Regions from separate parts of the Mus musculus genome. Here region 1 is linked to region 2. Evidence: chromatin contacts called from public ChIA-PET data. All regions are on one chromosome and are shown on one strand. The core of a region is the stretch at or near the end of the contact, and the rest is flanking DNA. Distances in the headings are between cores, read along the strand shown.

Region 1 (4,908 bases), core at 286-2,785, 130 kb after region 2:
AAGCTCTTTAAAGTTTATCTTTTAATTTGTAGTTAGGACATCTAGAATTCAACTCCCTTTAGTGGTACAGGAGAGCTAAACATGATGCTGCCCAGGATGCATTTGCCCAGTTCCTGGAGCAGTAGTGATCACAGAATGGACCACAGCAGCTCTTACGCACTCAGCCGCATGTCCACAAGCACCTGACCTCTAGAGACCAAGCATAGGGATAGGAAACTTGGAGAAATGAATTATTGAGAAAGCTGTGGCTGCCTTCTCTGCTTAGATAGAAATTGGCCTAAATCAGACACCCTCAAGGGTGGATGAGTCTTTTGTTGACTCTAAGGTAAGACACATTCACTGTAGGTAGAACATGAGATGTCCGAAGTCTTAAATCAGCCCATCTGAAATTTTTTCCATTAACCATATCTTTTGGGCAACATTCTGGCAATTTTTATGCATGGACATATAGATACAGAAGAAAAGCAGGGAATCTGGAATATAGTATTTCAGGTATGGTAAAAAAAATGTATACTTCACAATATATACTTTGGTATCTTTGTGTGTAAAACTATATGATAACTGTTATCTATAAAGTCTCAAAAATCAATTATTCTTGGGTTTTGAGCCTCATAATTTTTAATATGGCTTCTCTGGTCTCTGTGTCAAGACTTCATATATATTAATTCACACATACTTTCAAATAATGTGCATGGATAACTAACTAGTGCCTTAATTTCTTTTAGCTTTCACAACTATTAATGTTAATCCCAGAGATAGTGTTTTGCGGCATGAAAATGGTAAGTTTGAATATATGCTTGCCTTTACCTCTTGAAAAAGGGTTTTTCTTCTATCACCTCATCTTTTGAATGTTCTTGGATTCTTGTTAAAAGACAAACAAAAACAAGTGCTAAATGCAGCAGAAGTCTGGGTTGCATTGTAAATCAGTATTTTCTCCATGTCACCATAGATTAGAAACAATTTCCATCTGAAACTTTACCAACAAAAATAGAAGTGTTTTTCCATTATCAGAAAGATTTGCACTGAAATTCTCAGCCCTGGTAGCTAAAAACAAAACAAAACAAACAAACAAACAAAGATGCAATCTTCTAAGAAATATTAAGATGCACCAAGTAAGTGCTGTGAGGCCTGTAAGTGCTGTAAATTAAGTGCTGTGAGGCCTGTAAGTGCTGTAAATTAAGTGCTGTGAGGCCTGCCTGAAATCTGAGCACTTGGGAGGCAATGGCAGAAGATTCAAATGTTCAAGACCAGCCTATGATCGATGAGAGTGTCTTTGTTACATGTTTTCATGTGTTCATGGGGTTAACAGGGGGATCTGAGACAGTATGTGTTCGGATTCATGTGTGTATACACATGAACATATACACACATGAATATGTGCATGCGCAAGCTAGAGGAAAACCTTTGGTGTCATCCTGTGTGTGTGTGTGTGTGTGTGTGTGTGTGTGTGTGTGTGAGGGGTTGGGAGAGAGAATGTCAAATAGTGTAACTCAGTAGAACTTGCTCTCATTTCTCCTAGTTAACAATGCTACTGATCTGGAAGATTGCATGAAAGGAAGAAAGGGTATGTTGTCATCGTCGTTTCCTCTCTTTCCCTTTATCTTGTCATAGAGAACATGATCTCAATCATCATAAGTTTGAATTTCTCTGCTTTAAAGAAAGGCCATAATGGCTGGAACTGCAGTTTAGACTGAGTGACACTATATCTTAAACCCATCGTTTCCTAGTCATATCAACAATTTGTCTTTGTGCGATACGATTTTGACTAGGGGCTCCAGATTTTTTACTACTTTTTCCCCCTACTAATCACATTTCCTAATACCTACAGAGTCCATTTTAGACAAAAGGCCCTTGAGCTGGGTTCTGTGTGTGTATCTTGTGTATCTGTCTCTCTTGTGACTCCTCTCATACACTGTAATTGTTTCCTCCATTGTTTAGATGTGGCTAGTGAGCTAATATTAAGTCCTCTGTACATGTCACACATTCAGATCTGGGGTACAACTCAGATCATCAAACAGCAACTGATGTCCTCGCAGTTTTGCATTTTCCCCCTAAGTCACAGAATAAGGTATTGTCTTCTGTGCATTGCTATATGAATGGGGAAGAACATGGGTTTCACACTGTATCTGCCTAGTGGTCCAGTCTTCCTAGTGATCCTTCTGTACATATATGCAAGAGTGACGTCCATTCTGTCAGCAGAGTGTGCTTCACCTGGCAATGGAGAATGATTACCTAAATTCCCAGTTACTCATGAGAGTGCCACGGTGTCAGATACCCAGCATACTCACCATGTTTAGTCATCAGAGTGAGTACTAGTTTCTGCTCCTTCCCCCTGATATACACACCAAAATGAAACTCATACATCTATTCTAGGGCTAACTGCTCTTCCATCTCCTCAGGGCCATGAACTCAGAATCTGATGTACCACATGAGGAATGGACCTGACCAAGGACAGAGTTAAAAATTTCATTACTTGAGATCTCTTATCTTTATGCCAGAAACAATCATGGCCTTGACTCATTAAGTAGCTATTTTTGTGGCTCTCCAATTCCATCACTACATTAATTGACAACAGCAAATATTTCTTATCAAAGTCCAATTAGCCATTATATACTAGTGAGAGCCTTGAGAGAGACAGGCGAGTGTCTTGGGAAACCTGGATTGACAGGGTGCCTCAGGCTTTTCTTTAGTGCTTGCTTCTACAGTGTCCTATTAATCCCACTGTGCTAGCACTGGGTTTCCATAGTCCATGTCTCCTGGAGGAGCACTACAGGCTTCTACAGTGCTTCAGATGTTCTATGTTGTATTTGTGCTTTTATTTTTTTTTATGTCTGCGCTGTTATTTTTACTTGGAAATATATAAAGAAATTAGGTAACATTTCTTTACAGTCACTTCTGTAGACTTATGCTGTGGGTTACTCAATACATATTAGGCAAACTCTTTTTTTTCTGTGCCCACTGTTTGATTGCAAATAGAAATGAAAAATCTTCTTCTACAAAAAGCTATGAATTTGTGAAAAAGGGAAACATTTTATGTGCAAAGATATCAGAATATTATTTAGAATTTGCTTTGTACGTGATGGATATTATGTTACTATTTAGATATGCCAGAATGAAAATTTCTAAACTTATACCCCACTTAACCTTCAAATGGATGCATCTATCCCGAATGCAAATTCTCTTTTCAGTAGTAGGAAGATTACAAATGAACTTATCAAATGTTGTTGTTAATTTGACTTCTAAGATGAGTCCTCTTGCTCCTTCTGCTAAGAGTGGTCAGTGGTGAGTTGTCCCTCAATGTAGGTCACCAGAAAAAAAAAAAAAAAAAGGTTGACTATGTGTGCTGTTTTGACAAAAGAGCAGATGACACTAACTCCAGGATTCCTTTAGATATGTTGCAGCTTCAGGTCACCACCACCTATGCATTCTACACCTACCTCATCCTGTTCTTCAAGAGCATGGTCCACTTGGCCTTCGTTGTATTCTGTCTATTCAGAAGAGCAGCCATGTCCTGTGATGATCAACGTTCATAATGGATGGTGAAACAGGAGAGTCCTGCTATCTTCATCCTTCCTGCATCTCAATATCTGCTGAGGGTCTAGCGGGGCTTGATTGCTGTCTTTGACCTCCTCGAGGACACATATGCATGATTTTTGTATCATTACTATAGTTCTCACAGCAGAGTGGAAACTGATCAACTTTACTCTTCAACAGACCGTAGCTTCCAAGCATCCAGCCATCCTAACCCATCCTCTCTCAGCCCCTCTAGCAGATCCCAGCATCACAGGCCCAATGCACACAAACTGCTGCTCCTAGGCACCCCATTTCATACCCTAGAACCAGATAATTCCCCCAGAGCCTCCACTTCATATGCCCTAAATAACTTTATTTGAACTTGGATATTGTGCTTTGCTTTACAAAATACAGTAATAAAATCCAGACTACTTTTGGTGTGATATGTGTTTTTATTTGTGACAGTGATTGAAGGTTCAAGGTGCAAAGAAACATGACAAGGGACCTAGGACATGTTATATCTGTTGGTAACAAGGTCCAAAACTATAATCCTAAATCTGAGATGATGGATGGGAAAATATTCTGGAGCAGTGGGTCCTAGGAGATGCAGCCAAGTACAGGAGCCAATGGGACTGCTTTCTCAGGGGGAAACTAGGTCATCGGGTTTAAGTCGTTCCCATGGAAACAGGATGTGTGCTATGTGATCTGTGCATGTTTCACAGTACCATGCTTCCCAATCCTCACATTGTTCCCAGGAAAGCTACGCAAACCCCAGAGAGGAAAGCCAATGGAGATTAATACATGGACTGTAGACCTGAGGACCTAGGTTTCAACCCTGGATCCAGAATCTAGAGTCTGTGTGAGGCCAAATACTGAACTAGTTTGCTCCTGTAAAAGAAAGAATGATGTGTCCATTGGAGCTGTGCACATTACATGGGTTAATAAAGTTCTGTGCTGGCCAGTCCTTGAGAGCCTCAGGCTATGTTCCAGGCTTTACCTTAGAAATATTGGATAGCACACCCAGCCCTCACACAAAGGCACAGGTTTAGCTTCTACTAGCGTGCCAGGCAAATTACAATTCTCTGAGTACACTGATGTGAGTATAACTCTATTCTATAGAACATTTACACTCACTGATTTTCAATTAACAGTCATAATTTGAAATGAGGCTTGTCGGTGCATTTGTTTCATAGACATAGATAAATTATGCAAGTATTATGTGCCTTCCTTAAGTCACTCTCAATTAGAAAAATAAAACAACTGGCTTGAATCATCCCAAGAGTTTCCTGAAGGGCTTGCATTCTGCTTTCCTTACATATACGCCAGGTCACCTACTATTCATCCATTCTCAGACTTTCTTCTTCGGGAAAGACTCTGCTCTACTCTGGAATCACA
Region 2 (4,548 bases), core at 456-2,955:
TATAAGAATATGTTACTCCACTATATGTTCATTGTAGCCTTATCTGTAAGAGTCAGAAACTTAAAGCAGCCCAGATGTCTCTTAAACAAATAATGGATACAGAGAATGTGGTTCATTTACACAATGGTATACTATACACCTATTAAAAACAAGGAAATCCTTTATTTTGAAAGTGTAGCAGAGAGAGGTGTAAAGCAGAGGTACCTAAGTGGGAGGGGAGGGAAGGAGAATGGGGAGGCAGGATTAGATGTGGGGAGAGACAAGAGAGAGGCCCAGAAGACCAGGAGAATGAGTGGGAATCTTCAGCTGCCAGGGGCGAGAGGGGAGAAAATCTAGGAAGTCCCAGAGACCTGGGATGGGGGAGGGTCCCAGGAGAAAATGCAGGTGACCTTACCCAAGATGCCTAGCAGTGAGGACATGGAACCTGAGGAGGCCACCTTCTGTAGCAAGGTTAGATCCCCAGTTGAGGGATAAGGACACCAGCCCACCAATAAGACTTTCAACCCAAAATCTGTCCTGTCAAAAAGAAATACATGGACAAAGATGGAGCAGAGACTGGAGGGAGGCCATCCAAAATCAAGCCCTTCTTGAGACCCATCCCATGGGCTAGTGCCAATCTTTGACATTACTAATGATACTCTGTTATGCTTGGCGACAGGAGTCTAGCATGGCTGTCCTCTGAGAGGCTCTACCTAGCAGCTAACAGATGCAGATACCCATAGCCAAACACTGGATGGAGCTTGGGGACCCTTATGGAAGACTTGGGGCAAGGATTGAAGGCCCTGAAGGGGATAGAAGCACTATAGGAAGACTAAAAAAATTCAACTACACTAGAATCCTGGGACGTCTCAGAGATTGATCCACCAACCAAAGTGCATACATGGACTGGCTTATTATATGCAACAGACAGAAATTCAGTCTTCATGTGGGTCCCACAGTAACTAGAGCAGAGACTCTCCCCTAAAGCTACAGCTGGACTGTAGTATCCATTCCCCCAAAGGGTTGCTTTGACTGGGCTCCAAGGGAAAGGATGTGTCCTAGTCCTGCATAGACTTGATGCACCAGGGTTGGGGGATACCTAAGAAGGTCTCACCTTCTCAGAGGAGAAGGGAGATAAGGGAAGAGGCTCTGTTAGGAAGGATTATGAGGGTACACATCATTTGGGCTATACATACATATATACATACATACATACAAACATACATACATGCATGCATACATACATACAAACACAGAGAGAGAAATTCTTAGTAATAAAAAATATAAAATTGCATTCAGATCTACTTCCTGATACTCCTGAACAGACTAGACCTCCCCAGGCCCTGTTCCTAGCCTCTAAGCAGAGGCATGGCTATGTCAGCACTAGGAAACAGATGCCATGCCTGGGAACTGACAATAGGCAGGAGTCTTGATATCATTGGTCAATTGCAGCAGACATGTCTCTTGTGGTGTAAAGCCTCATAGCATCTTCCTGCTGGAGTCCACCTGGCAGCCCAAAGCCTCAGCAAGTGCTGGGGACAGAGAGATAGAAAGGCTTTGCTGTGGCTCAACTCAGTTGTACTTTCTCAAGCTCCTTTTGGTTATCTGCTCTGTCTATGTAGTTGCTTCCTGGAAAATGGTTAAAGTCAAACCTCCTCTGTTTGGGGCAGCACAAAATGTTGCTAAGGCGTTAGAAGACAACATAGGAGCAGTTAAACCACAGCCAGTTTTTGCTCGCTTTCGAAAGACCACAGCTATTAGACAGAAAACCTCCTGTACTGGAAGTGGCCCTGAAACAGCATCTGTGCTGACAGACACTGGGCTTGCTATGGTTGCTGCTCATCATGCTCAGCTGAGCATGGAATATGCTTCCCGGAGCTGCGTAGACACTGGACCCAAGAAAGGAACAGAAAAGGAGAGATGTGTCCCCGTATCATGTTATAATTCCATCAGAAGTTTTTTCTCTAGCACTTGATATAAGTGTTCAAGCAGCTTTTGCTTCATTTTCTAAGAAGATTAAAAAAAGGAACAAAGCTGTGTCCTGAACAAAGTAGCATAGGAGAATGAAGAAGTGAGCAAGAGCAATGTGCTATAGGAAGTCACAGAAACAGATAACCAAGGACAGCTGTGCTACTTGCCATTCACTGAGGAGCATCCACCCCAGGAGGAAAATGGTATCAGAGTCCTCTGAGAAAGGCTAACTGAAAATATTAACAGAATTACAAGTACACAACAGACTAGCATCAGAAAATAAATGTTCAGAAATATGAACACAGAGACAAAATATCCCTAAGCTTTGTTGCACAGGCTAGGTACAAAGTAGGCAGTGGGCACTTGGCCTCATTTTTCCAGTTCTAGGATAACCATTAGTATAAATGGAACATTTGAGCTAAGTTTTCAGAGTATTAAAACATGACACATTTGAATCAGATACTGTGATAATCCTGTCTGTTATGTGGCCTAACTTCTCCACTGGGTTGCATGCTTATTCAGAGAACTGGCTTCATTTATTGTCTTTGTCATAATTTTAGGGAACAAGCTGTCAACTCAGCTTAAATCGTTATGATGAAGCCTTTCTTAGCCCTAGCTGATGGTTCAGAGTACATGGACCTTTATTACTGAGACAAGAAATTACCAGAGTTTGAACCATCGAATGCCTAAGGTCCTGTCCCGAGAACAAACACTGGAGAGTTCCCTCCACTGTTTCTTAGCATGAGTAACCTTTGGCTTCACCTCAGTCTCCCTGCTAGCCTCCAATGGCACTGCTGATGTAGGCATACTTGCAGAGTGGCACAGATGCAGGACTGGATCTGCATAGAAACCATTTCCATCCCCAATGTAGGCGCTAGAGAAAGTACTCAAGGAGCTGAAGGGGTCTGTGAACCTATAGGAGGAACAACAATATGAACTAAACAAAACCCCCTGAGCTCCTGTCTCTAGTTGCATATGTAGCAGAAGATGGCCTAGTCGACCATCATTGGGAGGAGAGGCCCTTGGTCTTGTAAAGATTACCTGCCCCAGTACAGGGGAATGCCAGGGCCAGGTAGCGGGACTGGGTGGTTTGGGAAGCAGGGCAGGGGGAGGGTATAGGGGAGTTTCTGGATAGCATTAGAAATGTAAATGAAGAAAATATCTAATGAAAATTTGTTTAAAATAATAAAGAAAGAAACTGTTTCCACCCAGACCACCAACATCACTCACTGCAATGTGCAGTTACCTGTCCTAGGAAAGCACAGACAAGGGGACTCCTGCTCTACTTCTCTGGGAAGCAGAAAGTGAATATTCACCTTTCGAAAAATGTACACCTTTCATGATGTTAACTCCATTTATTCACACTACTAAATAGGCAGGAAATTGATAGCAATGCTTTCCTGGTACTTTTGTTTTCCAAGGTACAATACCTAGAAAACAGTTGGACACATCATAGAAATACATTTTATACTCAAAACAATATAAAAGGAAAACATTTTACATGATTCTCAATATCTCTTCATCCCCCTTTCATATTTCTAATACATTGGGCCAAATTAATTATACCCGGAGAAATACAACTGTAAGAGCTATTTTTGTGTCAAATTTACACAGCTGGATTTATCACAGAGAAAGGAGCTTCAGTTGAGGAAGTTCCTCCATGAGATCCAGCTGCAAGGCATTTCTCAATTAGTGATCAAGGGGGAAAGGTCCCTTATGGGTGGGACCATCTCTGGGCTGTTAGTCTTGGTTCTATAAGAGAGCAGGCTGAGCAAGCCAGTAAGAACATCCCTCCATGGCTTCTGCATCAGCTCCTACTCTCTGACCTGCTTGAGTTCCAGTCCTGACTTCCTGGTGTTGAACAGCAGTATGGAAGTGTAAGCTGAATAAATCCTTTCCTCCCCAACTTGCTTCTTGGTCATGATGTTTGTGCAAGAATAGAAACCCTGACTAAGACAACAACCAATCATTTGATATAGTGAATTTATTATGTTATAAAACTATACAAAGTGCCTTGCCATAAGTTTAAAAACATAAGACTTAAGGCATGTTTTAAAAGAAGAATCAAAGAAATTTGAGGCTCAAAAATAAAAATTCAGTTCTTTAAAAGGGCATTTCACTTACCATGAAATTGTTACTTAAATACATTAAGAAATCTTCTCAGTCCAAGGAAAAACAAGATTAACAGTTACTCATTATCAGGTTAAACTGAGCTTCACCACACAGAAATAGACCATGATGTGATCTGAGTACCACAGGTCAGGACTATGAGTGGAGGTGAGTCAAACACACATGAGATATGACCATGGAGGAATTCAGTAGCTCACCAACAAAGCCATCAATTAACAGTTGTCACCATTTTTTCTGTCATTGGAAAACCCCATTCCTATCTGCAGTATTCTTTTCTTTAATCTTGGTTTAGAATCTTGATTTCTAATAGTATCAATTTAGTTATATAAAAGTATGTAGTTAATGCTCTTAATTATCACTAATCTTAATTCATAAGATATGATTCAAGATCCTTCCTACTCCTCTTTCCTTCTCTCTCTCTCTCTCTCTCTCTCTCTCTCTCTCTCTCTCTCTCTCTCTCTCTTCTTC

The links. ChIA-PET counts read pairs in DNA pulled down with a chosen protein or histone mark.
Region 1: an RNA polymerase II ChIA-PET map of CD8 T cells shows a contact between it and region 2, with 4 times the contacts expected there. The contact joins two enhancer-like sites. A contact is called at or near these places in 1 of 484 Hi-C or Micro-C datasets (bone marrow-derived DN3 thymocytes) and 5 of 115 datasets of contacts at active chromatin or transcription factors (the 230-238 cell line, CD8 T cells, effector CD8 T cells and 1 more).

Annotation. Positions count from the first base shown.
Region 1 is chr13:19,348,811-19,353,718 of GRCm38.p6, forward strand. It overlaps Tcrg and Trgc4. Among named protein-coding and RNA genes, the nearest start is that of Stard3nl, 45 kb to the right of the region's middle. Within about 2 kb of position 1,536, at least 8 of the 459 cell types and tissues checked have an H3K27ac peak or open chromatin away from gene starts, as enhancers often do. A contact at or near this core is called in CD8 T cells, where this site is marked.
Region 2 is chr13:19,218,141-19,222,688 of GRCm38.p6, forward strand. It overlaps Tcrg. Among named protein-coding and RNA genes, the nearest start is that of Gm31887, 27 kb to the left of the region's middle. RefSeq lists an enhancer at 1,277-2,276. Within about 2 kb of position 1,706, at least 44 of the 459 cell types and tissues checked have an H3K27ac peak or open chromatin away from gene starts, as enhancers often do. A contact at or near this core is called in CD8 T cells, where this site is marked.